Linked DNA regions of Mus musculus: region 1 is linked to region 2. The links are chromatin contacts, called in public promoter capture Hi-C maps. All regions are on one chromosome and are shown on one strand. The core of a region is the stretch at or near the end of the contact, and the rest is flanking DNA. Distances in the headings are between cores, read along the strand shown.

The links. Promoter capture Hi-C pulls out the DNA fragments that hold promoters and counts their contacts.
Region 1: a contact with region 2 is called in a promoter capture Hi-C map of stem cell-derived epiblast-like cells, with 3 times the contacts expected there. The contact joins the promoter of Pnliprp2 here to the promoter of Ccdc172 in region 2. A contact is called at or near these places in 2 of 39 promoter capture datasets (hippocampal neurons and stem cell-derived epiblast-like cells).

Annotation. Positions count from the first base shown.
Region 1 is chr19:58,757,957-58,761,687 of GRCm38.p6, reverse strand. It overlaps Pnliprp2 (pancreatic lipase-related protein 2), which reads right to left and starts at 1,965. Exons shown (of 12, transcript NM_011128.2): 1 at 1,812-1,965; 2 at 1,181-1,335; 3 at 1-122. The coding sequence starts at 1,899.
Region 2 is chr19:58,510,339-58,514,012 of GRCm38.p6, reverse strand. It overlaps Ccdc172 (coiled-coil domain containing 172), which reads right to left and starts at 2,028. Exons shown (of 9, transcript NM_029372.3): 1 at 1,947-2,028; 2 at 1,577-1,701; 3 at 1,311-1,396. The coding sequence starts at 1,655.

The sequences.
Region 1 (3,731 bases), core at 716-3,215, 250 kb before region 2:
CACATGTCCAGCAACCAGCCTTCTTCTCCCTTGTCTATGAATCCATGGATAATGAAACGTGTCTTGCGGTCCAGTTGGAAGTTGGAAGCATTGATGGTGGCTGGGTCGGTGGCAGAGATTATCTGGTTAAATTAGAGAAGATGAATTTGAATGTTGTCCTGGCCCATCTGCAGACCTGCGGCAGCCAGACCGATGGGACCAGTGAGATCCCAGGTCTAGAACCCTGTGGCTGAGTCCTGTGAATCTGGAAAGCGCATGTTCTCTGACTGTCCGTCTTCATGAAGCTTGAACCAGATCAGTCTTTACTGAGATGATAAAATTGCACATTTAATACTATGCTACATATTTTCTGTCTTTCTCACATGCTGATGACTGTTTTCAATCTCTGATTTTCTTTGTAGTCCATTACATTTTATTGTGTCTATTTGGACATGCTATCCTGAGAAGGGCCTGCAGGCTTCCTCGGGTAGCTAAAGAGATTCCTGGAATAAGGAAGGTAGAAAACTCTTGTCTAGAAGCCACAGGGCCTGAGCTCCAGCTTGGGGAGCCTGGTACTTCAACATAGACTTCCATATGCCCACAGGTTTGCTGGGGACTCTTATGCCAGCAAATGCTAGAAAGATAAGACAATAAAGACAGGAATGGCCATTGTGTCTACATAGTTTCCAAGATGGAGGAACTAAGTCCCGTAGTAGATAACCCCAGGCACCCAGAGATAGACCCACCTGCCAGGGGCCAAAGCTTGAACTACTTAAACTCATAGCAATGTCATCGTTTAAAAGAACTCCCTGGTCACCTGACCATCTGGAATAGGCCTGTTCTGATAATCTCCCCAGAGACCTCATATTTTCAAATCCTTTGTGTTGAATTGCATGTCTTCCTTTCCTGTCTTGTATCATCCTGGGAAGGCTATGCATATATTATTGCTCCATGAGAGAAGGGATGGAGTGCTTAGATGGGTTCTGCCTGGGCTTCTCCATAAATGTCCCCGTGTACACTTTGGTATTTTATTTGTATATTTTCTGAGATACTCAAGGCTTATGACCCTTAGAGACAAGAACTCCCACACTAGGACAGTCCCAAAGTGTTAATTATGCCCTAGCCAGCCACTTAGTGGCCCCAGTATGTGGTTCATACTGACTCCTGTCACCCAACACAGGCACTCCATGCCCACACTTACTTGGTAGTTGTTTGGATTCTCGTTTGTGTACAGAAGAAAGCGGGTATCAATGTCCTCTGGGGACCAAGGGAATATCTTCGAAGGCCGCTGAATCATCCCTGCCCAGGGCTTGTCATTGGAAAAGCATCCAAGGTGTCCATAGCAAACCTCTTTCCCTGGAGGGGGCGGGGGGAGAACAAACCACAAACAGGACAGGCATAAGGTTCTGGGAAGGAGTAATATCATCTGTCACAGGAAGGGTTTCCAGGTGGACCCTGGATCTTCTGCACTTGTAAGAGCTGTTGGGTGCTGGACACATCTAACACATACACACTTCCAGGTTTCTTTCTCAGACACTCTACCCTGAGGGTCCTAGGTTTGTCCTTCAATGGCATGTTTAGTAAGCACCCTTGCCCACAGGCAAAACTCAAAGCACATCCACCTATGATAAAATAGCACAGGAAGCTGCCAGGCAGCTCAGTGCAAGTCACACAGTTCTTCACGTTAAGTACTTACTACTTAGCATGAACTAATTACTACTTAAACATTAAGTTCTTACTAAGCATGACATGCCATTTATCCATCTCAGTCTCCATGATATCAAGCTCAGGACATCATCTTTCCTCTAGAGGGATGGTGACAGCATCCTCACCTCCGACTGTGGCCAGCAGAAGGCTGACGAGCCAGCAGAGCAACATCTGCACGGATGGAAACAGACATCCACGGACATCCATAGGCATAGGATAGGGATGAGGCCAGCAGAGGCTGGACCCAAAGAGGCAGTTGGTTCTGGAGTGCACTGGGGAATGTGAACAACTAGAAGACCGGCAGCCTGTGTAGGTGGGGCTGTCCCGGGTGGGCGGTACGGGAGGCTGTGTAGGTGGGGCTATCCCCAGTGGGCGGGACCGGATGCTGAGGCCTCCCAGAGTTTAATGATCGTGGCAGCACCACCCTGGGACCTTCCGGCTCAAAGTCTTCTCCTGAAGTCACCTCCCCTTTTGGCCCTAAGCCCAGCTTCTCTCCTTGTTCAGGTGTCACTATGATTTACTGTGGTACACTGGGATGTATAGTTATGACCAGAGGCCATGACCCTTTATAAACAAGTTTTCTTTTTTGAACTCCATTGAAGAAATAACAGGGCAGGAGAGATAAAGCTGCACATGAGTGCTCTGAACCCCAGTTATCATAAACAATGAAAAGGAGTATTTGTGAAGATACACAACTTGGTCACTTGAGGGGTGGAACAGGTGGGCAGCAGTCCTCAGCCTCAGTGAACTCAGAAAGAGGCTGGAAAGGCACAGAGGGTACAGAAGGAGATAGCCATACCAGTGACTTTGTTTCCAACCAGGTTTGTTTAGAAACAATCTTTGCCATTTGCAAAGCACCTGTGGTACTTTGACCTGGAGATAAGAAGTGGAAATGTTTTCTTTCCTTCAGAGCTAAGAAGCCGTCCTGAGTGAGTAGCCAGGTGCCACCCTGCCGTGTTTCAAGTTGGCATTGCGTGGACACACTGAAGGATATACAGTGGGAAAGTATCCAAGTTGGCATTTCCTAGCTTTAACAGCCCTCAGATGTTCTCCGCTTGCCCAGGCTTCACTAAGCTAGGCAGCCCATCTGGTACTGAGGCTGTGGTCAACTCAATGCCCTTGATTCCAGTCTCTGACCAAGGGGGACAGACATCACTGAAGGGTCGCGGATAGCTGCTGAGACAGCACAGGTAGCTGTGTGGCTTTCTACAGAGTGCCTTGGCATCAGCAGTCCTCCCCCCCACCCCCACCTCTTCTGAATACGTGAGCAACTCCTAGGCCTGGTTGAGTGTGACCATGGCTCCAGCTACAGATCAGTCAAAGAATCAAGGGAAACATCTCCATAGAGAACAGTGGTGGCTCTCCTGGCACACACTGCTCTGAGGGAGAGCTAGACACCAGAGTTACAGTTCCTGTAATGTGAGAAGTCTTTCTTGTTATTCCCAGGTTCCAGGTTTTGTTCCGAAGGCCAAGGATAGGACATGGTCATCCTCACTTCCAGAAGTCCGATAAAACAGATTTATGCCATGTGAGGAAACACTTTCCAAAGGCTAAACTCACTAGAAAACTGCTCAGGGGTTTTGTGCTACATCCACTCCAGTAGTGACAAGTGCAACAGGCCCCAAAAACCTGGGCACTGTCCCAAGGCGAAAAGTTCACGGAAAATTAGTCTCCTGGAATCGTGGCATCCTGTATAAAGAATGCTCCAATGTCCTTGCTTTAGTTGGTAAACAGATCTGTGTGCTTTCCCTTAATATTGCTTTATCACAAGTGCTCCTAAGGATTGATTTTTTTTGACATATAGCTAAGTTAGATTCTAGGCAGTCCTTGATCCGACCTTGGACATGGATAGCTAAGTCACTGCCCTACACAGGAATTTATCATTATCTAGGAAGAAGGAAGTTTGTGATCTAAGAAGGAACCAGAGTAGATACTTAGAACTATAGATAGCTGAGTTACACCCATACACAAGTATTTACTATGGCCTAGGGGGAAGGTGGACTATACAATAGACTAGAATAGGAACTATGGCAAGGGCACAAAGC
Region 2 (3,674 bases), core at 779-3,278:
CAACTTTTATTTGTCAAATCATCTAGACCATTCTTTCCTTGTTACCCTCTCTCAGTAGTGAATACACTCGTGCACAATGTTTGCTATGCAACAAACACAAAGAGAATAAAGGTGAATTAAAAGAACTAAGTACGTTCCTCTTAAAGAAACCGGGGCTACAAACACAACTGCATGTTGACAGTTAGCTAAGAGATTTTACAGAGCTGTCTAGGAAGGCTTTAAGATATATGAGCAGGATATGGAAAGAAGAGAGAGCATTCACCACGTGGTAAAAGTGCAAGAATTATTTTATCCACAGAAAACTGAAAACTCCTCACAGATACATGCTAAGTTAATAGAGTAATACTTTATATACATAAATGTATAGCTTATATTTCTGTTAAATATAAATTTATATTTAATATGTAATAAAATGAAGATTTTATTAACAAAATCCTTTGAGTGATTAAGTAAAATAGTCTGCCCCTATGCACTGCTCCCCTAGCTCATCTTTAGGTGTTGGAACATTATCACTGTGGACTCACTGGACACGGAATCCCTCCTGTTGGACTGAGGCCTTCAGCACACCCTCACCATCTTCACTGTCCACCCCCATCTTTGTGATCAGAGCACAAGGAGACCCCTGACAGCACGTTCACTGCCCCCCCTCTGGACAATTCCCTTCCAGCTCTCTCAGCAGCCCTCTGCTGGCGCCCAGAGTCCTCTCTCAATGTGCCTGGGGAAGATCTGCCCCCTACTGCTACCAAAGGTCTCTCCTACTAAATCTCTTTTCTTTCTCAAAAGTCTATCCTTGGTTCAACCTCTTCCTTGAAGCTGTGAGGTTCCCTTGGTCCTATTTTTCAAAAGGCAGAACTTTACAAATGCAGCCAAAGAGAGAAATGAGAGCAGGGAAGAGATTCTTTTGGCTGAGACATACTCAAAAACGTGGTCGTGAACTGAAAAGCAGAAAGCCATCGTTTGAAAGATATATACAGTCTGTTACATCCACATTGCACGCTTAAATTACTTAGTATTTAAAATTCATATGCTGCACTAAGGAACAATTATTCTTCCAAATGACACTTCTCTTATAAACATTAACCATTCCACAAAATGGACAAGGAATTCGGTAAGTCTGGATTCCTTGGAGCCACTTCCTGTTAAGAACTAAAGATAGCGGATTCAGAATCTTAGGTTCTAGACAACATTGAACCACAGTATATAGCTGTTGCGGCTCCTAGCTGAAGGATACGTAGACAGTAAATAGCTCCCCAAAGCCAAGCTCAAGACACTTCTTCAAGTAACCCTTAGCATGTTCTATGCATCAATACCTTGGATTCCAACTTGATTTTCTCTTCACTCAGGTCCTCTGTTGCTTTCTTAATTTTCCCACGACATCTGGTAATCTCCGACCTTACTGTAATACAAACAAAATCTTTACTTGCATTCACCTTTCTGAAGCCTCCATCTTAGGAGCTGTTGGCATGTGAGGTTTCCCTCCAGGTTGCAAACTCCACTCAAGCCTTCCCTTCCCCTCCAGTCTGAGGTGCAAACACCCAGCTCCAAACGCCGAAGGCCCCCCGGGGGCAGGCCCCACCTTCCCGCATCACTCTGCGGCTCTCCTCCGCCTGATGCTCACTGAAGATGATGTGCTGAAACAAGGACTCCAGACTCATCTCCGGCCGGCTCGCCCTTAATATTTGATAAGGGAGTCTGAGGATCCTGGAAAGCACAGCGAAGAGAGAGGGCTGTCCGGCTGCTCCCTGCTGGGCTGCCCGCACCACCCACCCCTGCCCAGTGGAGCCCCATGGGGGAGCTCGGCCTGTTCCTCCATGCTCGCCCACAGCGCGGCCTGCTTCTGTGCTGGGTGCAGCTCCCACAGGAAAGTCTTGGAGAACAGACATGGCAGCCTTGGCTGGGGCCATGCTTCCCTTCCCCAGCTCCCTCGCTCCCCCAGGGGAAGATGCCTGTGGTCAGGGGCTGGCGACGTCCCCTCGTCCCCTCACGTGTGTCCAGCGCAGGCGGCCTCCACTGATCTCGCGAGAAGTCAGCTACGGGAGCCTGGTGGGGCCAGTCTGCAGGGTCTGCGCTCACGGGTCTGGGGTCTTTCTAGAGGTGGGACGCCCAGTCTTCAAGGATTACAAAGTGCAAAGTACCAGTGATTCTAAATATAAACTTTTGCAAAGTCTTATGCTGGGAGGCTCACAAAGACAAACGTACAATATCTGACATTCCGTCGTAATCATTCCTTCGTAATCAGGGCATATTTTTTTTTTTTGTCTGCTCCGAAATTAATCATTGCCTTTTGTAATCAAGCCTTGGTAATATTAACACTTCAATATCTGCACAATGTGTGTCAGAGACCAAAGTGGTTGCTAATTAAGGCTTAAATGTGAAAGGCACCTTTGGGGCTTTTACATGAGTTTTTCTTTCTTCTTTTTTTAATTAAAAAATATTTTCAGTTTCGGTAGCTCAAAATATTGACATTGTAATAAATATTTGACTTTATTATAAATGTAAAACTGACACTGGCTAGACTTTTTAAAGTAACTTTTAGTTTGAATGTGTTTTAAATTATGTAAAATAAGGTAAATGAAATTTTTTGTCACATAGAATAGGCTTAATTAATAGCCCATTAATGCCACAATATAATCAGTTATAAATTCTAACCTATTCTAAATTTCTACCTTAATTTTCATCTGGTCATGTCTGCATAAAGTTTAATGTTTGAACTATCAGAATACACACTGAAATTTGAAATGAAGTTGAAAACAATTACTTGGAGCTATTCAGAAGCAAGTATTGATGAAAATTTTCTCACTATCTTTTGGGTAGCCCTTTTGTTTTTTTGGGTAGATCTTCTGTCTTTTGGGTAGCCCTTCTTGACAAGAACTTCTTATTTACAACCTTGAAGTCCCATGAATAAGGAATAATAACATTATTTTGTTACTTGTGTTTTGATATAATAATTATTATGTAATTCAATATTTATTGTTTGTTTGCTAAGCACTCTCTTTCTGAGCATTCTACATCTATTTGAGATGATTTTTGTCATTTCTTATCTGATATAGTTAAGGAGACAGACTCAAAATATTCCAATAAAAATGAATTCATGAGACTATTCAGTTCAGTCACTATCTGAAACCTTGATGTGTACTAATTCTTTTAATCAAGCCAATTATCCCATTAGAACTATGTTTTTGTTACTTGAAAGGCTAAGTAACTTGCCCACAGTCATGTTTGATCACTAGGATGTAGCCGAATCAGCATTCGAATCCTGTGTCTCATGAAGAGGCATACTTTGTACAGGAAAGTAAGCCGAGACCAAGAAAACAGGGGTTGAGAGCCCTGAATTTAGCTTTGGATTCCGCTGTTATTTTCTTCCACACCATAAGCATAGTGAACTTACCATTGCATTCAAAGCTCTTCATGGTTATACTTTGTAACTAATAATCCTCTGATACATATGTGTATGTATCTAGTTTAGATGTACCAAAAGAAACCAAACTCTTCCATGTATTCAAGGATGGAAAATGACACTTATTATGGCTCCAACCATTTTCTCTGAGCAACTCCTTTGGAGGTTCCTGAACTGTAACACAAATACTATCAAAGGTAGGAGCTTTTTAAAGATAAAGTACAAGACTAATAACATCGCGCCCTTCAGAGTGATTTCCTGTGGGCTTGCAATGGCG